2 separate regions of the Oryctolagus cuniculus genome follow, and region 1 is linked to region 2. The links are chromatin contacts, called in public Hi-C maps. All regions are on one chromosome and are shown on one strand. The core of a region is the stretch at or near the end of the contact, and the rest is flanking DNA. Distances in the headings are between cores, read along the strand shown. Region 1 holds the start of CORO2A (coronin 2A). Region 2 overlaps NANS (N-acetylneuraminate synthase).

Region 1 (5,590 bases), core at 890-3,389, 98 kb after region 2:
CCACTGCCTGGAGCAGCCTTAGGCCACCACTACCTTTTAAGCTCAACTTTTCAAGTGAGATGCGATGGGAGGCAGCCCCAGATAAAACGCTAGAGCTTCTGTACTCTAAGACAACTTATCAGTCCCCTCCTTAGGGTAAAGTCCCCAGAGGAGCAGGCCAGGGACAAAGGGCAGGTAGGCTTGCTTTCAGGGTCCACCGGGCTCCCCCCACTCCCTCTCCCAGCCAGCAGGGAGCTTTGCACATTCACATTTCTCTCCACGGTGTCCCTAGGAGCAAGTGCAGACTGTCTTCCTTAAGCACAAACAGAAACTTCTGGTCTCGGCATCAGGCTCCCTGGGCTTGCGGTGGGACAGTCACCTCCCTAACAGGGATGGGGGATGCCTCTTTGTAAAAGGAGGGGTTGGGTGACCTGACTACTAGAGACCCCTTTCAGCTCAGACACCCCATAGCTCCACGGTGCACTTACAAATCAGCAGGACAGGACGATTTTTGTTAACCTGAATCGGGCCAGAATGACTTGAGGTCGCTGAGCAGGAGACGGGGCCCAGGCTGTAATACAGGTGTAGACTCAGGTAGCACTTAGGCCTGGGCACTGGAGCCGGGCGCGGGCGCGTACGCTTAGTCTGTTTTTACAAGGAGATAATAACACCCATTTGTGGTCCAGCTCCAAGGCCTGTGTAGCTCCACCATGGCTACAGGGCAAGGTCAGGGTCACTCTAGTCCAGCCCTAGAATCCTGCCTGAATACCTAGGACCACACAGAGCTCACCACCTGTCCAGGCAGCCTTTCCCGTGTGTGTGTGTGTGTGTGTGTGTGTAGGGGACGTGCCCAGAACGGATTCCCAGAACTGCTCTCTCCATCACAGCAGGCAGCAGGGAAGGCGGAAGAAGACCCAGGGGCAGGCAGGGAGGGCCAAGACAGAGGCGCTCAGGAGCCCTGCCACTCAGCGGGGCTCCAGACCGCCCCACATCCCACCCCCGCCGCACACACCTCGGCTTCCTCTTCTGGACTTTGTTCCCTTTCGTCCAGACCTGGGGCGGGGAGGCGGGGTCAGACGCTGTCCCTGTGCCGTGCAGGAGGCGCGAGATGGGCAGTTCGGGAAGCAGGCTCCAGCTCAGGGCGCAGCTAGTGAGATCCCCGTCACCAGGAGTGTGCAACAGGGCGGCAAGACCACCAGACGCCAGCGGTCTTTTGTACCCAGAGAGCCGGAGACACCCCACTCCCACCCCAAGACCCGAGCTCTGTCCCACGCCCATGAGCCCTGTAGACACAGCCGCGCGGCGCTGCGGCCCCTCTGAGGTCCAGGCGTGGCTAGGAGTCAGCCGCGGCTCACCAGCGCTGGCCCCCAGCACCTGGCCTGGGCGGGGGAGGCGATGGGGCCATCTCCACCGTGCTCTGGATTCGGATGAGTGCCTGCACGGGTCTGGCAGAGGCAGGTCTGCGGCCAAGGGTCCGCCACCCCCAGCTCAGAGCTCCTCCAATCCCCGGGGTCTCGGCCGGTCTCGGCCCGCAGACTCCGCCCGCCCGCCCCACCGCACGCGCAGGTCGGCTCCGCAAGGACCGGGGAGTGCCATCTCTCCCACGTTTCCCGTCCTGGGAGGCTGCGGCCCATCAGTTCACCCGACCACGACCGAGAAGGTCCCGACTCGGGTTCCGCGGGCCACGGCAGGGGCCTGTCGGGACCCGCGGGCCGCGCCCAGGGCGAGCCGCCCTCACCGCGGGCGGCACGGACCGTGCCCCAGCCAGGCCCCGCGTCGTCGGGCGCCCGCACCTTGCGGCGGCCCCTCTCAGCTCCCGATGGGAGCGGAGCAGTTTTGTGCAAGGTCACGCGGAGGGGCTGGGGGCCGGCGCCCCCGCGGCGCGCCCAGCCCCGCAGCGCTCCCAGTCCCCGACCTGCGGCAGGGAGGAGCAGCGCGCGCACGTCCCGCCCGCCTCGCGCAGACTGGGGAGGCACGGCCGGCGGCTCGCGGCCGCCTTACCTTGCTGGCGGCCGCGCAGGTGGCGGCGGCGGCGTCCGGCTCCGGCTCCGCGCTGCTCGCCGCCCGCCGAGTCCCCGCGCCCAGCGCCGCCGCCGCCGCCGCCGCCGCCTCCCCCCAAGCCCGGCGGGCGGGGCCAGGGGCGGGGCGGGGGCCCGGCGCTAGCCACGCCCCCCCGCCCGCCAGCCCCGCGGCTCCGCACCGGCCGCCGCCCCTCCCCAGCCCACCAGGGTCGCACCCCTGGGCCCCGGGGCCGGACTCGGGGCGCGCACACGCACACACACACACGCACGGCGCGCGCGCGCCGCAGGGACCAGGGCGGGCTGCCTGGCCAGCGAACCCGGGGCCAGACACTCCCAGGCGGCTTCGCGTCCGTTGCCTCGCTGCGTGGCCTGGGGCCCGGGACTCGACCTCCCGGGGCCTCGGTTTCCCCCCTGGGGAGATGGACGCAGGAGCCAGGTCTGCCCCGGAGGGCTGTTGAGAGCGGTTGCCGAGGTTGCCCAGCGCGCCTGGCCGCCGAGAGCAGGGCGGGCCCCGGAGTGTCGCAGCCGACGCCTTCGTGCCCTCGGCGGCCGGGAGGGGGCGCTGCTGCCCAGACCCGCCGGCCCTGGGAGGCCTTTGGTATTGCCATCAGCCGCCCTGCTCTGAACACGGCCTGTGTTACAGACCGTTTCCGCCACACGACCCTGTACCTGTGTTACACCTGAGGCCCAGAGAGGTTAGGTACCTGGCTTAGGGCCACACAGCAAGTGCTTCAACCCCAGGCGGCTGGCTCCCAAGCCCAGGCTCATAGCCACTGCGCCGTTCTACCTGTTGTGAGAAGAGCTCTTTTGTTCAGTGGAGTCTGGCGTGGGCCACTCTAGGCGCTCAGTATAACGCTGAGTGCATAACAGAGCACATGATATACTGCATTTTTTTTTTTTTTTTGACAGGCAGAGTGGACAGTGAGAGAGAGAGACAGAGAGAAAGGTCTTCCTTTGTCGTTGGTTCACCCTCCAATGGCTGCCGCGGCCGGCGCACTGCGGCCGGCGCACCGCGCTGATCCGATGGCAGGAGCCAGGAGCCAGGTGCTTTTCCTGGTCTCCCATGGGGTGCAGGGCCCAAGCACTTGGGCCATCCTCCACTGCACTCCCTGGCCACAGCAGAGGGCTGGCCTGGAAGAGGGGCAACCGGGACAGAATCCGGCGCCCTGACCGGGACTAGAACCCGGTGTGCCGGCGCCGCTAGGCAGAGGATTAGCCTAGTGAGCCGCGGCGCCGGCCGATATACTGCATATTTAACTTAATCCTTGCAACCCTTCTGTTCAGCCCATCGCCACACCCATTTCATAGATAGGAAAATTGAGGCTGAGAGGCCAAGCTCTTGATGATCTCACAAAGACGAGCCAGAGCCAAAGCCTGTCACTTGGTGCTCGTGGGTGACTGGGCCACGCCTGCCTACCTCCCAGTGGCCAGGATGGGCCTCAGCCTTTGGGAGCTGGACCAAATGCTCGCTTCAGGTGTCCGCATACAGGAGTGTTTTTCTTTTTAAAGATTTATTTATTTGAAAGGCACGGGGAGTGGGGGAATCTTCCAACTGCCGATCTACTCCCCCAGTGGCCACAATAGCCGGGCTGAAGCAGGTGCCAGGACCTTCCTCCAGGTCTCCCACGTGGGTGGCAGGGGCCCAAGCACTTGAGCCATCTGCTGCTGCCTTCCCAGGAGGAGTAGGGGCCTGGACTGGCCGTGGAGCAGGCAGGACTCAAGCCAGAGCTCCTAGGGGATGGTGGTGTGGCTGGGGCGCAACGCGGCTCCCACGCTGGAGTTTCAAAGGTGCCTGTGGGCACAGTCCGTGAACGCCTCGTGGTCTGGCTCCGTGTTGTTCTGACTCGAGTTACACCTGAGAAGTAGGTGCTACACCCTTCCCCAGGCTGAGGCATCTCAGCGTCTCTTCACTTAGGCCTTAGGTCTGAATCCCTGGGGCACCTTCCCTCCCCCACACCCCGAGTCCTGGCCCGGCCATGCAAGGCTACCACCTGGACATTGCACGCACAGGAACACTGACCCACCTGGGACCCCCTACCTAGGAAACCACACAGGTCTGCTACAAAATGCAGCCCATTTTCCTTCGGACCCGAGTGGACCAGGATGGGCCAGGCACCTTCCCCGCCCTGCCGGTGCCCCGACACGGCCAGCTCCAAGCGATCTGCCACACATGTCCAGGCCACACATGTCCAGGTGCTCCCCACCCTCTGCCCCTGTGCCCGTGAGCGGCAGAGCTGAGAAACAGCGCAGTGCCTGGGCGGGAGGGTCTGTGTTGGCAGTGGCCTCCAGCCCACCCCCCACCCCCCGCCCCTCACACATCGCTGTAGTGGTGGCGAGCGTGCCCGAGTTAAGCAGCTTCCCTCCCCTGTAGAATGGGGTCTGGGGGAGGGGTACCTGGAGCATGAAGTCCCACCTCCCGGGGGTGGGCAGTGGGGGCTGGGTGAGATCAGATCCCAGCCCTGGACGGCAGCAGCCCCTGGGGAAGGGGCGACAGCTGTGGTGCGAGCCAGGAACCCGACACCACGGGTGGGCCCCAGACGCCCTCCAGAAGCGCAGGGGGAGGGTGGGCGGGCTCCCTGGGAGCATGGGTGGCGGCGGTGGCACTGGTGGCAGCAGCAGCAGACATCCCCTGGTGTCACGTGGGTGTCGGCCTCCCTTACTTGCCTGAGGAAGGGGATGGCTGCGACTCCAGCTGGGAGCTGCTTCCTCCCTTTCCTGCATCCGGTCCCAGGAGGCCAGGCCTGCCCTCTCCCCTGGTGACAGATTCCACAGCCTCTGGGCTTGAGCAGGACCTAAGCACTCAGTGGCTGTGTGTACTCCTTGGGTCGGGTCAGCGGCCCGGTGAGCCACCGCCAGGCCCACGCCGTGTCCCCTGACCTTCAGCTTTGCAGGCATGGGACGCTGAGGCCCTACAGCAGGCTCTGAGCACGGGGGCCCGACATCACTATCTGTAAGAGGCTACCCAGGCTGGCGCCGCGGCTCACTAGGCTAATCTTCTGCCTTGCGGCACCGACACACGGGGTTCTAGTCCCGGTCGGGGCACCAGATTCTGTCCCGGTTGCCCCTCTTCCAGGCCAGCTCTCTGTTGTGGCCAGGGAGTGCAGTGGAGGATGGCCCAAGTGCTTGGGCCCTGCACCCCATGGGAGACCAGGAAAAGTACCTGGCTCCTGCCATCGGATCAGCGCGGTGCGCCGGCCGCAGCGCGCCGGCCGCGGCGGCCATTGGAGGGTGAACCAACGGCACTGTCCACTCTGCCTGTCAAAAAAAAAAAAAAAAAAAAAAAAAAAAGAGGCTACCCAGGTGACTCACAGGTGCAGCCAGGTAGGAACCAGGGGTTCCATGGGGCTGGGTCAAAGGTGAGACACTGCCCTGTCCCCAGGAGGGGATGGCCAGAGCCCAGGGTCTGGTGGGAGGGGAGAAGGAGGGGGGGAGGGGAGGAGGTAGGGGAGGTGTCACTGCTGGCGCAGCCCCCTGCCCGCTGCCTGATCCCATTTGGGTTGCTCTTCGCGATGAGCCTCAAGGCTGTGTTCAGTTCAGCCTTGGCCTTGCAGGCCCCAGGGGATGTTTCCATCGCACAAAGGCCACTGGGT
Region 2 (5,904 bases), core at 477-2,976:
AGGCTCCCATGTGGCCTCAGACCCAAGCACTTGGGCCATCCTCCCCTACTTCCCAGGTGCATTAGCAAGGAGCTGGATTGGTTCTGGAGCAGCCGGGACTCAAACCGGGGCCCATATAGGATGCCAGCGCTGTAGGTAGCGGCTTAACTCACTATGCCACAGCACCAGCCCCCAAGAAGTTTTCAACAGCAGGAAAACCTCAGCATCTACAGGAATGGCAGTAAGGTGCGGCTTTAAAAGCTTTTACTTAATCTTCCTGTTGAGTAGTTTTTTGGAAGCCATCCTAGGATTTTGGAGGGAGATTGGCAACAAAATTGTAGCTTCTTCTTTTTTTTTTTTTTTTTGACAGGCAGAGTGGACAGTGAGAGAGAGAGACAGAGAGAAAGGTCTTCCTTTTCTGTTGGTTCACCCTCCAATGGCTGCTGCAGCCGGCGCACTGTGCTAATCCGAAGCCAGGAGCCAGGTGCTTCTCCTGGTCTCCCATGGGGTGCAGGGCCCAGGGACCTGGGCCATCCTCCACTGCACTCCCAGGCCATAGCAGAGAGCTGGAGTGGAAGAGGAGCAACCAGGACAGAATCCGGCGCCCCGACCGGGACTAGAACCCGGTGTGCCGGCACCGCAGGCAGAGGATTAGCCTAGTGAGCCGTGGCACCAGCCAGCTTCTGTATTATTGCTTCTGCTCAGTTGAGATCACCTAGGGTGGCTGCTTCTCACGTTTGCCTGTTTGCTTTTTGCTGCAGAACCTGTTGCTCAAACAAAATGTCCTGCAGAAAAGCACATGTAGCTGAAAGCAGAGCTGCTGTGGTTGAAGTCAGGGCCCAGGGACTCCTTAGAACAGCTTTCAAGTCCTGCTACATTGCTCTTTGCGTAGACGGAGAAACTGAGTCCAGAGACCGGAAATGCTCGATGAGTTAGGGCAGCATTAAGAGGATCTTCCTTTCCTAAATCCTGACCCAGTGCTCGTCATGCTGTCCTCTGCAGAGTGTCGTAACTGAACGTCTTCCTTCAGCCTTTGATTCATTATTGTGAATATCGCAACGCGAAATAGAGCAAAAAGCCACACACACCCCACCCCGCGCCTAGTGTAAGAGGGGGAAATGAGGGCCCGGGAGGGTGTCTCCTGTTCCAAAACAACTTTTTCTTCCTTCTGGCCTTTCTTGTTTTTCCTGTTCCTCCTCTTTGGGGGTTCTTAACATCTCTTTCAAAAGCAGTGGCCCCAGCATTTCTGCACGGCGCCCACTGTGTGTTGCAGGAGTGTGGAGCTGACTGTGCCAAGTTCCAGAAGAGCGAGCTGGAATTCAAGTTCAATCGGAAAGCCTTGGAGAGGCCATACACTTCGAAGCACTCCTGGGGGAAGACGTACGGGGAGCACAAGCGGCACCTGGAGTTCAGCCACGCGCAGTACCGCGAGCTGCAGAGGTTTGCCCAGGAGGTGGGCATCTTCTTCACCGCCTCCGGCATGGACGAGGTGAGCCTCCGCACCCCCAGGGGACAGAGCCGGCCTGGCGGCTTTGGGCCTAGAACCAGCTGCTGCCCTTGCTGGCACTTCTGTGTCCATCCAAGTGGGAAGCAACAGGTGCCAAGGCTGAGCGAGAGTTGTGAGAAGTTGTGAGCTTTAAAACAGGCTGTCTCTGGGAGAGAGGGCAGCCATGCCGGCCCCTCCCAGGGTCCTGAGTCAAGCCTGGGTCCGCCTGGGGAAAGTGGGCTGCGGTAGGAGCTGGGACACCCAGCGCCGACTGGCCTGGGTGGGGTGACGTGGCATCCTCCAGAAGGGAGTGGCTTCAGCATGGCCATGCCAGCGTCCTGGAAGAGCCGAGCTGTGTCAGGTCTTGGACTTGTTTGCTCTACAAACGGCCTCACAATTCCTTCGTGTGCTTTTTTTTTTTTTTTTTTTTTTTCAAATGTGAAAATATTTAGTTGTAAAAATAATGGAGTGTGATGGAAAGTTTAGAGAACAGGAGAAAATATGCTGGGCCGGGGGGGGGCTGACCTGTAAGCACAGTACAGCGGCTATTTTGATGTGTCCCCCTGGGGGCTCCTCACACAGGCGTGTCATTGCCTGGCTGTGTTGTTTGCGTGGTTTATGACACTTCCTTCTGTGTGTGCTTCTCAAGCTAACATAGGGTGAAGGTTCTGACAGCAGGAAGGATTTTTTTGGGGGGCTGTACTACGACTTACCTAACCATTCCTCTGCTTCTGGACTTAAGTTACTTTCAGTTTTTTGTACTAGTAAGTAATACTGAGGTGAACATTTTTAAAAAGAGTTGTTTATTTATTTATTTGAAAGGCAGAGTTACAGAGGCAGAGACAGAGAGAGAGAAAGAGAAAGAGAGAGATTCAGTCTTCCATCCGCTGGTTCACTCTCCAGATGGCCACAATGGCCGCAGCTGTGGCAATCTGAAGCCAGGAGCCAGGAGCCTCCTCCGAGTCTCCCATGGGGGGCCATCTTCTACTGCTTTCCCAGGCTATAGCAGAGAGCTGGCTCGAAAGTGGAGCAGCCGGGACTTGAATCTGCGCCCATATGGGATGCTGGCACGGCAGGTGGCAGCTTTACCCACTACGTCACAGCACCAGCTCCGAGAGATGAACACTTTTTCCTGTGTTTTGATTTGTTTCCCTGGGGTAACTTCCCAGAAGTGGATATTGGATGAGAGCTGAGAATCTTTTTTTTTTTTTTTTAATTTATTTATTTATTTGAAAGGCAGTTACACAGAGTGACAGAGACAGAGAAAGCTCTTCCATTTGCTGATTCACACCTCAAATGGCCACAACAGCCAGGGCTGGGCCAGGCTGAAGCCAGGAGCCTGGAGCTTCATCTGGGTCTCCCACAGAGTACAGGGTCCCACACACTTGCGCTATATTTTCCTGCTTTTCCAGGTGGGTTGTCAGCAAGCTGGATTAGAAATGGAGCAGCTGGGACATGAACCAGTGCCCATATAGGATGCCAGCACAGAAGGTGGCGCCTTTACCCACTCCACCACAGTGCTCACCCCCAAGCATACTTTTTTTATTTATTTTTTATTTTTTTTGACAGGCAGAGTGGACAGTGAGAGAGAGAGAGACAGAGAGAAAGGTCTTCCTTTTGCCGTTGGTTCACCCTCCAATGGCCGCCGCGGCCGGCGCGCTGTGGCCGGTGCACCGCGCTGATCCGATGGCAGGAGCCAGGAGCCAGGTGCTTCTCCTGGTCTCCCATGGGGTGCAGGGCCCAAGCACCTGGGCCATCCTCCACTGCACTCCCGGGCCACAGCAGAGAGCTGGCCTGGAAGAGGGGCAACCGGGACAGAATCCGGTGCCCCGACCAGGACTAGAACCGGGTGTGCCGGCGCCGCTAGGCGGAGGATTAGCCTAGTGAGCCGCCGTGCCGGCCCAAGCATACTTTTATGACTCGCGAAGCACTTGTTAAAAGTTTGTATGTTTATTCATCTGACAGGCAGAGAGAGAGAGAGCACCCACATCTGCTTGTTCACTCCCTAGATGCTCGCAAGCATCAGGGCTGGGCTGGGGCTGAAGCTGGGACCCTGGGCTGTTTTGTGTGCTGTTGGCACAGAAGAGTTTGGAATCGCTCCTTAGGTACTGTGGTAGAAGTCAGTCACTGGGGTAGCCAAGCCCTTGTCCTTGAACTGCAAGTTTGGGTTCAGGAAATATACAATTATTGTGGTGCCAAATGTGAATAGGCCTAAGAGTCCTGTTCAAAAAAGGTTTATTTATTTATTTGCAATACAGAACAACAGAGAGAGAGATCTTCCATCTACTTGTTCAAATGGCCACTCTTCAAATGGCCACAACAGCCAGGTCTGGGCCAGGCTGAGACCAAGAGTCAGGATCTCCATCCTAGTTTCCTACATGGGTGGCAGGAGCCCAAATACTAGGACCATTGTCCACTGCCTCCCAGGTGCATTAGCAGGGAGCTGGATTGGAAATAGAGCAGCCTGGAACCAAACCAGTGCACTAGTATGGGATGCCGTCGTCACAAGTGGTGCCTTAACCTGCTGTGCCATAACGCTGGCCCCTGGTCAAAATGATCTGAACTGACTTAGTAAGAAGTAAGTTACGGGGCCGGTGCCAGGTGTAGTAGGTTAATCTTCTGCCTGTGGTGCCAGCGGCGCCAGCGTCCCATATGGGCGCCGGTTCTAGTCATGGCTGCTCCTCTTCCAATCCAGCTCTCTGCTATGGCCTGGGAAAGCAGTAGAAGGTGGCTGAAGTGTTCCTACCCATGGGGCAGACCTAGAAGAAGCTCCTGGCTTCAGATCCGCACAGCTCCAGCCGTTGCGGCCATTTGGGGAATGAACCAGCGGAAGGAAGACCTTTCTCTTTCCCTCTCTCTGTCTGTAACTCTACCTCTCAAATAAATAAAAAACTTAAAAAAAAATAAGTAAGTGATGAAAAAGATCCTCTCCAGCCAGGGCCCTTGAACAGGCTTATATTTTGTTCCTAGTATTATCTTTGGAATAAGCCCACAGCCTTTCCCAGAGTGATTCCTTTAACAAGTACTTCCATTTGGAACACTAAATCCTAAAGTGTGTGTGAACAATGCTCAGTGTTGGGGGGGGTGTTTGGTGCAGTGGTTAAGATGTTGCTTGGGGGACGCAATCCTGCACTGGGGCCCTGGGTTGGAGCCCCAGCTCCTCTGCTTTCTCTGCAGCTTCCTATGGACCCTGGAGGCAGCAGGGGGCCTCTCGCAGTAGGGGCCCTGCCGCCCATTGTGGGGGACACTGACTGAGTCCCCAGCTCCTGGCTCCGCCCTGGCCCAGGTGTGTGGCCCGGGACGATCTCTGTCTCTCTGCCTTTCAAAGGAGTTTTTAGACATTGAAAAATAACGCGTCTTTATAGTGCAGCTATTTCTCTTTCCCACCACACTGCTGCTTCCCCAGAGCACGGCTTTCCTGATCCCTGACCGCACCCAGTGTCAGGCCGAGAAAGTGAGAAGCGGCGTGATTCTGGAGTTCCACGTCGCTGGTAGTGAGATGTGTACTGGCGTGCTGCGGGTGCGGCCCAGGACGCCGCCAGCTCCAGGCTGTTTTCTTCATGATGCCCACCTGTCGCCTGCCTGCTCCACGCCTGCCCTGGCTGTGTGGCCTGTCCCTTGAGTTTGAATGGGGCTCTGCCTGCCATTCCTGCTGCGTCCACGTGGAGGGTTTCTTGACCTCCTCCCGCCGTGTCTCTTCACTTGTAAGGTGGGGTTAGGAGCGGAGCCCACCTGGTGGCCACTGCTCTGGAGGGGTGCACGCAGCAGTGCTCAGCACGCGTTGGGTACAGGTGAGGGAAGTGGCCCAGGCTAAGAGCCGGGGCATCTGTCGCCGGCCCCGACTCTACCCTCTGCTGCCTGTGTGACCTCGGCCCTTCCCTGCCCTGTCCCAGGGCGCCTCCTGCTGCGTCTTTCCGTCCATTCCCTGTGTGGTGTCTGGGACGTGTGATCTGAGCCCAAGTCCTGGTGCTGCTATTTTCTGTGTGGCCTGGGCTCCTCTCGTAAGCTCTTGGAGTCGCAGTGGCCCCGTCTGCTCCAGAGGAGGGTGAGGTGGCTCTGTGTCGCCCCGATGACTTCTGGCCTGGTCCTTAGCCTCTGGAGTTTGCCAGCTTCCGCCTGTGCGGGCAGGAGGCTCCTGTGTCCTGGGCATGCCTGTGCCTGCTGGTTGCCTGGCTGAGCTGGGACCCCGCAGGAGGCCTTCCCGGAGCTCACCGACTTGGCCCCAGGCTGCTCCCTGGCTCCGGGTTCACTTAAGCCGCGCTCCCACTGTTGACTCCCCATAAGGGCAGTGGGCGTGTACCGAGTGCCTCTCTTCTCCGCTCCGCGGGCTCTTCTGGGGCGTTCTCTGTGTGCCGAGGGAGGGTTAAGGTGTGGCAGCATTTACAAGGGCCCAGGAAACTGCCAAGGCACCTGGCTGACAGCTGCACAGAGGCCTGGGG

Evidence for each region. A called contact is a pair of places that touch in the nucleus more often than the background predicts.
Region 1: a contact with region 2 is called in a Hi-C map of an unstated tissue, with 2.1 times the contacts expected there. The contact joins the promoter of CORO2A here to the enhancer-like site in region 2. A contact is called at or near these places in 2 of 6 Hi-C or Micro-C datasets (ear pinna and an unstated tissue).

The regions. Positions count from the first base shown.
Region 1 is chr1:201,928,143-201,933,732 of mOryCun1.1, forward strand. CORO2A (coronin 2A) reads right to left here and starts at 2,140. Exons shown (of 12, transcript XM_070054847.1): 1 at 1,981-2,140. TBC1D2 (TBC1 domain family member 2) reads right to left here. Exons shown (of 13, transcript XM_070054862.1): 13 at 3,493-5,590.
Region 2 is chr1:201,831,050-201,836,953 of mOryCun1.1, forward strand. It overlaps NANS (N-acetylneuraminate synthase), which reads left to right. Exons shown (of 6, transcript XM_002707953.5): 2 at 1,253-1,468. Among named protein-coding and RNA genes, the nearest start is that of NANS, 7.1 kb to the left of the region's middle. Within about 2 kb of position 1,727, at least 1 of the 8 cell types and tissues checked has an H3K27ac peak or open chromatin away from gene starts, as enhancers often do.